2 separate regions of the Ovis aries genome follow, and region 1 is linked to region 2. A link is a contact called in public Hi-C data. All regions are on one chromosome and are shown on one strand. Each heading gives the region's core, a stretch centred on a gene start, on an enhancer-like site or on the middle of the called end of the contact. The rest is flanking DNA. Distances are from core to core; before and after follow the strand shown.

Region 1 (5,976 bases), core at 1,228-3,727, 1.2 Mb after region 2:
TCTCACGCACAGAGAATCCCTGCCAGGACTCAGTCTTGTGGGAACCCTCCGAGCCTGGAAATACCAGCAGCGTCCCTTGCCCTACACCAGGGAGAACCGTCTGAATCAGAAAAGGCTGCCAGCCAGGGGCAGCTCCTAGCCTGACCTTTCCAGCTGAAGAATGTTTGTTCCTGGGGACCTGGGGCTGCCCTCTGGAGCTGTTCCTAGAGGAAGCCCTTAGGGAAAGGGCTTCTTCTTCTCCTTCTTTCCTGGTCCTTCTCACAACATAGCTCAGGCCACCTAGTGGTCGCCCTTGGAAGCGTCTCCATGCAGCTATGTTTCTCTTAAAATAGTGCCCAGAGCTAGAGGCAGAGGGCAGGGCAGGGCCACTGTCTCCTTTGATCTGCACATCTGCTTGAGGTTTCTGTGACCACATCCACATCACATAGTTTGTGTTGAAGTTTGTCCACAGCACTCAACCTGGAGGGGGACTAGGCCCTGACGGCAGATGGAGGCCTTTAGATCCCTGAACACTAAAAATACCCTCCTATCCCCATAGGGATGTAATTGAAAATACAGATAATGGCAAGTTCAGTTCAGTCACTCAGTCGTGTCCGACTCTTTGCAACCGCATGAATTGCAGCACACCAGGCCTCCCTGTCCATCACCAACTCCCGGAGTTCACTCAGATTCACATCCATCGAGTCCGTGTTACCATCCAGCCATCTCATCCTCGGTCGTCCCCTTCTCCTCCTGCCCCTAATCCCTCCTAGCATCAAAGTCTTTTCCAATGAGTCAACTCTTCGCATGAGGTGGCCAAAGTACTGGAGTTTCAGCTTTAGCATCATTCCTTCCAAAGAAATCCCAGCGCTGATCTCCTTCAGAATGGACTGGTTGGATCTCCTTGCAGTCTAAGGGACTCTCAAGAGTCTTCTCCAACACCACAGTTCAAAAGCATCAATTCTTCAGTGCTCAGCCTTCTTCACAGTCCAACTCTCACATCCATACATGACCAGTGGAAAAACCATAGCCTTGACTAGACGGACCTTAGTCGGCAAAGTAATGTCTCTGCAAACCACTAAGTAAATATGGGCTTCTCTAGTGACTCAGATGGTAAAGAATCCGCCTGCAATGCAGGAGACCTGGGTTGGGAAGATCCCCTGGAGGAGGGCATGGCAACCCACTCCAGTACTCTTGCCTGGAGAATCCCACAGACTGAGGAGCCTGGAGGGCTACAGTCCATGGGGTCACAAAGAGTCAGACACGATTGAGTGACTAAAGCACAGCACTAAGTAAATACAAGGAAGTAGAGCTGCCTTCTCTCATTATAATCATTTTTAGGTTATTTTTGAAATATCGGCTTTGGGGGGGGGGGGGAACTTCCCTGGTGGTCCAATGATTAAGAATTCACCTTTCAATGCAGAGAATATGGCTTTGATCCCTGGTCAGGGAACTACAATCCCACATGCCATGGGTCAGCTAATCCATGCACTGCAACTGAAGAAGTCTGTGCGCTTCAATGAAGATCCAGTGCAGCCAAAATTATTTTTAATGCAATTTTTAAAACTGTATTATAATATAGCTCAGATAGCCCCCAAATATATAAAGAATTAAAGAAAACAAACTCATATACTCATCATTCAACTTAAGGAATAAAATATTACCAATCAGTTCAGTCCATTTCAGTCACTCAGTCGTGTCCAACTCTGCGACCCCATGAATTGCAGCATGGCAGGCCTCCCTGTCCATCACCATCTCCCGGAGTTCACTCAGACTCACATCCATCGAGTCAGTGATGCCATCCAGCCATCTCATCCTCGGTCGTCCCCTTCTCCTCCTGTCCCCAATCCCTCCCAGTATCAGAGTCTTTTCCAATGAGTCAACTCTTTGCATGAGGTGGGCACAGTACTGGAGTTTCAGCTTTAGCATCAGTCCTTCCAAAGAACACCCAGGACTGATCTCCTTTAGGATGGACTGGTTGGATCTCCTTGCAGTCCAAGGGACTCTCAAGAGTCTACCGTTTTTTAAAAAAAGAAAAAAAGCATCATATATTATTTTTTCAAACAGTTTTGCTTTATTGTTGTTTGGAGCCAATGGTTCTCAATTTCCACTGCATATTAGACTCACTTACCGCTTTAAAAATGTGTACATTCTCTACCGCAAACCAACGAAATCAAAACACCTAGACCCCATCAGGATATTTTAAGCACCCTGGGTGACTCCAGTGTGCTGGGAAGGCTGAGAACCCGCCCTGAAGAGGAGCTGCTGTGAGGAGAGGTGGAATGAGGCCCTGAAGACCAAGTGGAAACGGGCTCTGGTTCTTGTCCGCTGACTAAGGGGTCAACAGTAGCTCTCAGTGGATCTAGACCTGGAACCCGCGGAACTTTCCCCGCATTTTTGGGAAGAGCCTGCCATCTGCTGGCCAACTGAAGGAAAACAGGCAGCTAACTTTGTCCCATGAGGCAGCAGCACTGAGTATGTGGAGCGCCCTCCCACACGTGACGCAGGCAGCTGCCCCACCGCAGCTCTGGGAGAGGGCAGGGCCGGGCGAGGAGAGTGGTCTTCAACTTGCCGACGAGCAGCTCTGCGACCCTGCAGAGTTGTGCCAGGCTGGGAGCAGGAGCGGCCGCTCTTCAGGGCCCCAGGAGGAAAAAGCAAGGACGAGGGGAAGAGGACCCACTGAACAAAAGGATTTTTAAGAGAGAGGAGACATCCACCTGGGAAACACTCTCAGGAGAGAAGCGGGTGCTGCCTAAGAACCAGGAAGGGCACGGAGGCGACGCACAAGTGGCACTAGCTCAGGTCCTGCGGCTGAATCAGCCCTGCCACAGTTCACTCCCACACGGGTTTGTCTGCTTTTCTCTCTGCCTGGGACTCTCTTCCTTACCCCAGTCCCCCTCATCTGAGCAAAGCTTTGTCCATTTTTCTGGTCTCATCACTTCCAGCAGGAAGCTTGCTCTGACTGCCTCCATCTCCTGAACCCTGCCCTTGCCTCCTGTTGCTTGCTTTTAGAACCTCCTGTTTACTTGCTTACTACTTAATCTCTGGGAGGGCTTCCCTGGTGGCTCAGCTGCTAAAGAATCTGTCTGCAATGTGGGAGACCTGGGTTTGATTCCTGGGTTAGGAAGATTTCCCTGAAGAAGGGAACTGCTACCCCACTCCAGTATTCTGGCCTGGAGAATTTCACAGTCCATGGGGTCACAAATAGTCAGACACTGAGCGACTTTCACTCACTACCTACTCTCTGGAGGGCAAATTCCATGAAGGCGGGGGCATCATTATGTCCCCAGCATCCACCCCAGTGCAACAGGGTCAGAAATACTCGTTTACTGAATTGATCTTTCTTAGGGCAAAATCAGACACTAATCTGAAAACAAAAGGAAAGTACTTTGAAACATATTCTCCTCGAACAATGAGGTCTTCCTGGAAGTAAATTGAAAATAATTACCTTTTCTATTTATACGTATCTATAAACATTAGGGGTGGGGGGCCACATATGTATTAATAATAAGTTAACTCTTTATTTCACCCATCTATGCTCCAATTAGTAAGCAAGCACATGGTAGACAGCTACTATTTGGGGGCTGTTCACTCTTTCCTAACGTAGTAATAACACTCCAATTTTATTTGGGGGAAACAACCCTCTCCATCCTTCGTTTACGTGATTCAGGGTAGCTGATCCCATCCCCAGGCCCGGGTACAGGCATACAATTTGGGCCTGGCCCCTCACTGCATTCCAGCAACCTAACACGTAACTAGTTCAGGGATGAGCAACTCAAGTTGGCCCAGTGAGATTTAGCCCTGGAGTTTTGCTGGAATCCCTGGAGAAAGAGGACTGGGAGTAAGGAGCTGGTAGAATGTGAGCCTCGGGCTGCTGGCAGCCATGCTGTACCATGAGGAGAGAAGGCCAGAGAGTGAAGTCAAACAAATGAAAGTGAGACTGAGTGAAGAAAGGCAGAGCCCGCACGGCAGACGTCCTTTTGATACTGGCACTCAACCCAGAGTTTTTTCTGGAACTTTCCATCACATGAGCTAATAACGTCCCTTTTACCAGAAAGCTTAAGAACGTTTCTGTTCCCTGTAGCTGAATGAGTACCAGCTAACAGAGAAAGCAGAACTGAGAGTGCAACTTTTTTTTTTCTTTTTTGCAAAATCAGTATACCACTTGCAACACTTTTAACACCAATCAGAATATTGTAATAAACTTTACCATTATTATGAAATTATTCCGTGGTCTCCAGGGGAGCCAGCAAGTGCCCTACTCCAGGCTGTGCTCCCTAAGTGTCCTTTTCCCACCCATCACCAGCACTTTGAGCACGCTCCAGCCCTGCTTTGCAGAGAAGCAGCCATCTCTGCAGAGAAGGCTGCAGGCTGCAGTCTTCCCCGCCGGCTCTGACAATTGCACCGTGGCCGGCTCAGCCACACCCGCCTCCACGCAGTCCCCCCTCCTCAGCTCATCGAACTACTGGCTGTTGCCAGCAGGGCTGCGAACATGGACCCCGGCTTCTTCTGCAGGACCTCAGGCTTGTCAAACTCCACCACCTGGGAGGCAGAGAGAGAAGGGGAGGGAAGCAGGGTGCAGCTGAGCTTGGTCCTGAGGGATCTGAAGGCCTGGGCACCACCCTCCCCGCGGCCTAGGGGTGTCCCCTCACCTTCCCGTTGCCCATGACTAGGATGCGGTCGCAGTTGAGGATGGTGGTGACGCGGTGTGCGATGATCAGCACTGTGCAGCCCCGGAAACTTTCACGGATTGTGTGTTGGATGAGGATGTCTGTCTCCAAGTCAAGGGAGGCCGTGGCCTCATCAATAAGGATGATCTGGTAGATAAGAAACAGGGCTGAAGGCAGCCTCCTCAGACTCAACCCTGGGTCTAGTCCTGGGGTGACCACTAGTCCGCCTAGTACCTCAGCTGGAAAATCAGATCTTTGGACTTGGTTCGAAACCCACTTAGAGCTTTAAGTTATCCATCACATTATGAAGCGAATGTTAAGTCTCAACCAAGAGCTAACTATACTTTGTGTCTGTTGGTAGCTTAGTAGTGTCTGACTCTTTGCGACTCCATGGACTGTAGCCCGCTAGGCTCCTCTGTCCATGAAATTCTCCAGGCAAGAATCGTGGAGTGGGTTACCATTTCCTTCTCCAGGGGTCTTCCCAACCCAGGGATAGAACCCAGGTCTCCTGCATTGCAGGCAGATTCTTTACAATCTGAACTACCAGGGACGCCTTCTTTAGTGACCAGAAAATTAAGCTCTTAAAAGTGAAAATGTGCCAGTAGGAACTTCCTGTTTTATGAACTGCCTTCCTATTTGTCTGAATTAACTTAGAGCAATGTTCCTCTCAGGACAGCCAAGCACACATCCTGGGTGGCAGAAGAGATGGTGCAGCGAGTATGTGGATAAATGCACTTTTTACTTTAACATGTTTATATTTCTTTCATTAACAATATGCATCAGATGCCCTTTGCAGCAACATGGATGGCCCTAGAGATTGTCATACCGAGTGAAGTAAGACAGAGAAAGAGAAATATGACATCCCTTATATGTAGAATCTAAAAAGAAATGATATAAATGAACTTACAAAACAGAAAGAGACTAGCAGACTTAGAGAACAAACTTTCGGTTTCAGGGGGAGGAAGAAAGGGGAGAAGGGATAGTTAGAGGGTTGGGGATGGACATGTACACACAGCTATATTTACAACAGATAAACAACAAGATCCTATTGTGTAGCAAAGGGAACTCTGCTCAATGTTATGAGCCTGGATGGGAGGGGAGTTTGGGGGAGAATGGATACATGTATATGTATGGCTGAATCCCTTTGCTATTGGCCTGAAACTATCATAACATTGTTAATTGGCTATACCCCAACACAAAATTAAAAAGTTGAAAAAAAATAGGCATTGGAAGAATTTAATCGGCATAGAAAGTGTGATTTTTGCTCCTTCACAAGACAAGGCATCACAAGTAACTCACAGGCTAGGTGGTACACAGATATGACAAA
Region 2 (6,092 bases), core at 472-2,971:
AAGGTGGGAAAACAGTGGAATGCAATATCATTCCAGGAGAAAAATGAGTGGCTACACCCCCCAGGAATCAGTGTTTTAACAGTTGTCACGGAAGAAAGCGCTGAGGCTTACAGAGCACTGACTGGGTTGCGAGGTATCATTCTAGGGACTTGACACCAATTACCTACCTTACGAGGTAGGCTTGGAGGTAGCCGTCCCAGGTTGCAGCTTTCCCTCTTGACACCCATTCGGTTCACACCAATTGTTGATGATACCCTCTAGGTGCTTTTGGTTGTGGTATGTGCTGGTGTGCCCTGCAGACACAAGTTTGAAGATGTTGAAGGGAGGGCCACTGGTGGGAGGGGACAGGAACGAGGGGAAACTTCAGGAAGAGAGAGGAAAGAGGAAAGTGGTGGAGGAATGGTAGGGCTTATGCTTTTACCTTGTATAACTTTTTTTCAGTCCTCAAATTTCACGTGGGTAAAGTCTATCTGTATTTGGCTGGTAACAATGTTGCTAATGCATGTGTGATTACAGTCCCAGGGAAGCAGGGCCCGGGTTGCAAAGGTCAGCATTTGAGCAGAACCTTGAGAACAGACAAGCCTCTCCTTGTTGTCACCCACACCTCACCACCATGATGTGGATGTAAATTCCATGTAAAAATATGAAGTTTGCATTACTGGTCTCTGTGGTCCCAAGCAGGATTTAGACTCAGACCACTGCCCCCCACCCCACACCTGACCTGCCCCAGGCTCCTCTGGGAACCTGCCTGCCCAGCCTCCCTCCAGTTTGCCCCCTCCTTGTTAAGATGGGCTCCATAGGGCCATTACACTCAGTAAGGGCGCCAGATTTAGCAAATAATTTGCAGGACATCACTTAAATTCAAATTTCAAACGAACAACAAAAACAGTTTTTAGCTTAAGTATGTGTGCACCCTACAGTATTTGCTGCTGCTGCTAAGTTACTTCAGTCGTGTCCAACTCTGTGCGACCCCATAGACGGCAGCCCACCAGGCTCCCCCGCCCCTGGGATTTTCCAGGCAAGAACACTGGAGTGGGTTGCCATTTCCTTCTCCAATGCATGAAAGTGAAAAGTGAAAGTGAAGTCGCTCAGTCGTGCCCGACCCTTAGCATGGACTGCAGCCTATCAGGCTCTTCCATCCATGGGATTTTCCAGTATTCTGGACTTACTTAAACAAACAAAAGGAAAAAAAAAGTTTTTTTCATTTATGTTTATCTGAAATTAAAATTTAACTGAGACGTCCTGTGTATTATCTGACAACCTAATACCCAGCCTCTGAGAGACTTCTTCAGCTCCAGCAAGCCCAGGTCCTCCCAGCTGGTTCCTGGTTTATCTGGAATTCATTGATCCGGGCTTCAGAAATGGCCCGAGCAACCCCCACCTCCGACCCCTGGCCCAACCGCTGTGAAGAGAGCCCCGTGCCAGACTGGGGGGTGAGACGACCTGGCAGGGTCTGCCTGGGTGAACCCTTGGTTCCAGTTCCGTGGGAGCGCATCACTGTTATAACGTGGGAAGCTCCAAGTACGAGTGCCGCCTTTAACTCTCGAATTGAGGTGGGCTGGGGCGGAAGGCTCCAGGAGGAGGTGGTCTCGGAGGGGGACACCCCGCGGGAGGGCTGCACCTGGGCGCCGGGAGAGCGGGGGCGCGGAGCAGGGGCGGAGCGATGCCGCGGGAAGCCCAGCCTCCTGAGCTCATCGGGTAACGCAACCACGGCCGGGCCCCGACTCTGGCCACCAGAGGGCGCGCTGGCTTGTGAAATGATTCTCCGCCACCAGGAGGAAAACGCCCTGCGTTTCATTCGGGTTAGAGGTTCTCTTTCTTTGCTCTGAAACTAAACGAGAGAAAACCGAGGGTACATCCCCTCCTCTGTGACAGCGAGGGGTCTTCCTGAAAGCCCCATGAGAGCAAGGGGCTCAGAGGCACTTAGGCGGTGGGCAGGAAGTACTGGACTGGAGGGAGGGAGGGAGGAATGGAGAAAGGAAAGAGAGAAGAAAGGAGGGAGGGAGAAAGGAAGGCAGGCAGGCAAGGCAAGGCGGGAGGGAAGAAGGGTGGAGGAGAGAGGACAGGCCGTTGTTCTTGCTGGGTCAGGACCCACATGGTGATCTCAGTGGTCCAGCCCAGGGCTTGACACACCAAAGACGCTTGATGAAACACTGGTTGAAAGAGAGAACGAGTGGCCCCCCAGGAAGGGAAGCACTGAGAACCAAGCATTCAGGGTACTGATGGTGGTCTAGAGGGAAGCCTGGGAAGGAGAAGGGGTAGGAGGGCACAGGAGGGAAGGGGAACATTTCAGAAAGAGAGAGGCGTAGTAAAAGTGGTGTAGAAATCACACCATGGCTTTCACACTCAGACTGTATAACTTCTTTTTCAGACCTCAGTTTCCACATCATGGATGTACTTGGCACTTGCCACCTGTTAACAGTGTTGCTCATGAATGCATCCTCTCTCTCCTACTGAGGTTCTCCAGGGCAGACCCTGCCAGGTCATCTCACCCTGAAGAGTCTGGCACAGGGTTCTCTTCACAGCCAGTGGGCAGGTGGGGGATGCTTGGGCCATTTCTGAAGCCTGGGTCAATGTCAGTTCAGTTGCTCAATCGTGTCCGACTCTTTGCGACCCCATGGTCTGCAGCACGTCAGGCTTCCCTGTCCGTCACCAACTCCCAGAGCTTGCTTAAGCTCATGCCCATCGAGTCAGTGAGGCCATCCAACCATTTCATCCTCTGTCGTCCCCTTCTCCTCCTGCCTTCAATCTTTCCCAGCATCAGGGTCTTTTCCAGTGAGTCTGTTCTTTGCATCAGGTGGCCAAAGTATTGGAGTTTCAGCTTCAGCATCAGTCCTTCCAATGAATATTCAGGGTCAATGAACTCCAGATGAACCAGGAAGGGGAGTTTATCTCACTGGGAGGCCCTGGGTCGGTTTGGCCTGTAGGAACTGAGGGGAGGTCTCCTAGAAGCTGGGTAAGAGCCAGGGTTGTCAGACAAAACACTGGATGGCCCAGTTCAATTTGAATTTCAGTGGTCAAAAGAGAAAACATGTGACCATGTGACAGTGCTTTGTAAACCATAAAATGTGTGTGATAATGAGGAGCTGTCGGCTAGTATCATTGTTAATCTCTTCTTCCCCTAAAAAAGTCAGGACAGTGTGTTGAATAAAAGGAGGAAAGGAGGGAGGGAAGGAGGAAAGAGTGAAGGGAGAGGAGAGAAGGCAGGAGGCACACTCTAGGTGTGATCAGCATTTCCTCTTCCCTTCTGTCCATTTGCTAAATATTCTAGGGACCCAGGGCTTTGATTTTCTTATTTCAGGTGAGCAGGGTTCTTCATTATGCAGCTAGCATTTACTGAGCCCATGTTTCTGCCCTCACAAGAGGGAACCTTCTAGTGGGGCACAGCCTGTACCCCACACAATTCCCCCTAGGTCCACAAGACCTCAGTTTACACTTCTATAGGAAGTTTCTCCTGTCATCTAGGCAGCTAAGGGATGGGATTGATTTCTCCATTTCTCCATTTTAGAGACAGGAGGCAAGGTTCAGGGACCCCAAGTGCTGCCCGAGGTGACCACAGAGAGTGGTCAGACTAATAGCCTCTTTTCAGACTAACACTCCAAACATAGTGATCTGATAAGTGCATCAAGAGGAAAGTGATCTTGTTTGTGGAATAAATGAGAACGCTGTGGAAAACTGGAAACAAGCGGGGTGAAGCGGCTCCATGCCTCCAGCCCACGGAAGGCTGAGCCACTGCTCCCCTTGCTTGTCTGTTTCTGGGGTGACTGTCGTGGCTCGCACAGTTGTGTGCCCTTCGTGCTCTGCCAAGCCTCCCACACAGAGGATCGCTTAATCCCCATAGCACCACGGACAGGCCCTCAGGTTGAGTGACGTCTCCAGGGCCGCACAGCTAGAAGGTAGGGACTCTGAGCATAGGGCTCTCTGAGTCTTGCTCAGGCTGTGAACAGTGCCCGGGACTTGCAGATGTGGAAAAACTGATAGTTCTTACCTGCCAGATCTTGACGGGGTTCTCTCTCTGAGCAGCCCTCTCGACTGCAAAGCAGCTCTGTGTGTGCTGACCTGGCAAAATGCCTCTGAAGCCTTGATGAGTGAGTGAAAAGGGAAGTTGTGGAACTCTGCAGCCCAGTGCACTGGGAACAAAATGTCCCATGGGCTCATATTTTTGCTTCTGTGAGGGATAACTCTGAGCGGGTATTAACCGCTGTCTCCGGTGGTCACCTCCACGGGGAGTGGAACTGAAGAGGTGGAGGGTAGGGAGAACGTCCAGCATTCTGTGATATTGGCTGCTGTCTGAGTTTCTTGTAACAATCCTTATCCTTCAGGAACGTTGGAAATGGAACGTTTGTAACAGGGAAAATGTAGAGACAACCCAAAGGCCCCAGGCCAACCCTGGAGGGCTCCCCGCTCTGTCTAGTTAGGCTGCCCTTCCAGCCCAGCCTGCAATAGGGTTGAAGGTGAGACACATCTAAGGGTGGGAATCAGTCCAGAGTTGAGTCAAAGGAAAGAGACTTGTGCGGCCATGGCAGGGACCCCAGTGGCTGCTGTGTGAGCATGCACACACACACGTACCAGGCCTGTTACCTTCCTGCCCCCAGCACACGCCTCTGATCTGGCCTCTGCTTGGGGTTGAGGGCTCACATGCAGTTCTCTGCCCCAGGCCAGTCCTGGGACCCCCCACTGCCAAGCCCTCTCCCTGACTTTGCCCCTGGCCTCACCCTGCTGACAGGACTGGGCTGGGAGACAGGGCTTAGGATTGTCTGGGTCCTGGAAGTTCAAGGCCCTGGGCAGCCTGCAGTGGTCCTGGGCTCCTTCTCATTCTTTTTCTCAAGGGGGAAGAAAGCCTTCCTTCAGCTCTTTCCACAAGCCTCCCCTTCTGTGTGAGCTCTGTCTACTTAGGGTCCCAATTTGGTGGGAAGTGTGTTGGTAGGTGTGGACACGTGTGTGTATAAACCTCTGGAGTGGGTGTTCACGGTGGTTATCTCTGGGTGGAGGATTGTGGGTGAGCCTCACTTGCTTCCTTCCTCACATTTGTGCTTCATGTTTGTTTAATTTGTCTTTTAAAGTTTGTCTTTTAAAGTCTCACAGTCCCTGAGACAAAATCATCCAGAGAGAAAGCGCGAGAAGGAGAGTAAGAGAGATACATGAAGGGCAAGAAGGAGGGAAGGAGAAGAAGCAATGAAGAGAGGAAAAAGCACAGGGAGAAAGAGAGGGTCAGGGGAGCAGAGATGAAGGAGGTGGAGGCAAAGGGCAGAGGAGAGATGGGGAGAGTCTTGCAGGGCCTGGGCTGAGGCCTTGATGTGCCCCCCGCCCCCAAGAGTGGCAGCAGCTGGTGTCCTCCAGATGGCACTGCAACCCCTCCAGGCCAGCTCCCAGGCATTCCAGCTGTGTTACACCCCGAGCACCTCTGCTGGGGACGGAGGCAGCAGATGCTGCAGGTGGCTAGAGCCCAGCCTCCAGGTGGAGAAGCTGGGTGTTAGAGACAATCCTCTAGGGTCTCTCGCACTTTGCACATTTCATGAGCAGAGGCTCTGATTGCATTTTTTCCAGATGATCATTTTTAGGATGTTTGAATAACAAACAGCCTTAGAAGTGAGTGGTAGTGTTTCATTTTGGAGTGAAGAGTAGACAGACATGCCCACTGCACATTATAGAATGCTCTGTTCCCCTAAGTTCTGGATTCCTCTTTTGGAGGTTTACATTGCAAAATACGCACAGCTTTCTGTTGTACACTAGAGTCTTTGTTCTCAGAAGCATGGGAGGGCAGTGTTGCCTAGTGGTTAGGAGGTCAGCCTCTGAGCATAGACTCCAATCCCAGCGCTGCTGTTTAGTGTGTGTGACCCACAGAATGTGGTCTGAGAGCAGACTCTCAGAAAAGAAGGTGGGAAGAAAAATACTTGGCAACTTTTATTTAAAATGAACACAAGGGTACCAGTGAGTCAACAGTTTTACTCCTAGGTAGCTACCCAACAGAAATACAGCCATATGTGTGCTGAAAAACAACTCCTAGAATGTCCAAAGCAGTGGGAACTACCCCAGTGTTCATCAGCAGTAGACGCTGCACAGGACAGAGTTCTGTGCAGCAACGGGGACCT

The links. A called contact is a pair of places that touch in the nucleus more often than the background predicts.
Region 1: a Hi-C map of tail adipose tissue shows a contact between it and region 2, with 6 times the contacts expected there. The contact joins two enhancer-like sites. A contact is called at or near these places in 4 of 16 Hi-C or Micro-C datasets (blood, hypothalamus, mesenteric adipose tissue and 1 more).

What each region holds. Positions count from the first base shown.
Region 1 is chr14:16,141,429-16,147,404 of ARS-UI_Ramb_v3.0, forward strand. ABCC11 (ATP binding cassette subfamily C member 11) reads right to left here. Exons shown (of 30, transcript XM_027977814.3): 29 at 4,632-4,796; 30 at 2,034-4,521. The coding sequence ends at 4,429. Among named protein-coding and RNA genes, the nearest start is that of ABCC12, 38 kb to the left of the region's middle. Within about 2 kb of position 2,478, at least 22 of the 54 cell types and tissues checked have an H3K27ac peak or open chromatin away from gene starts, as enhancers often do.
Region 2 is chr14:14,977,205-14,983,296 of ARS-UI_Ramb_v3.0, forward strand. No RefSeq gene overlaps it. Among named protein-coding and RNA genes, the nearest start is that of DNAJA2, 46 kb to the left of the region's middle. Within about 2 kb of position 1,722, at least 15 of the 54 cell types and tissues checked have an H3K27ac peak or open chromatin away from gene starts, as enhancers often do.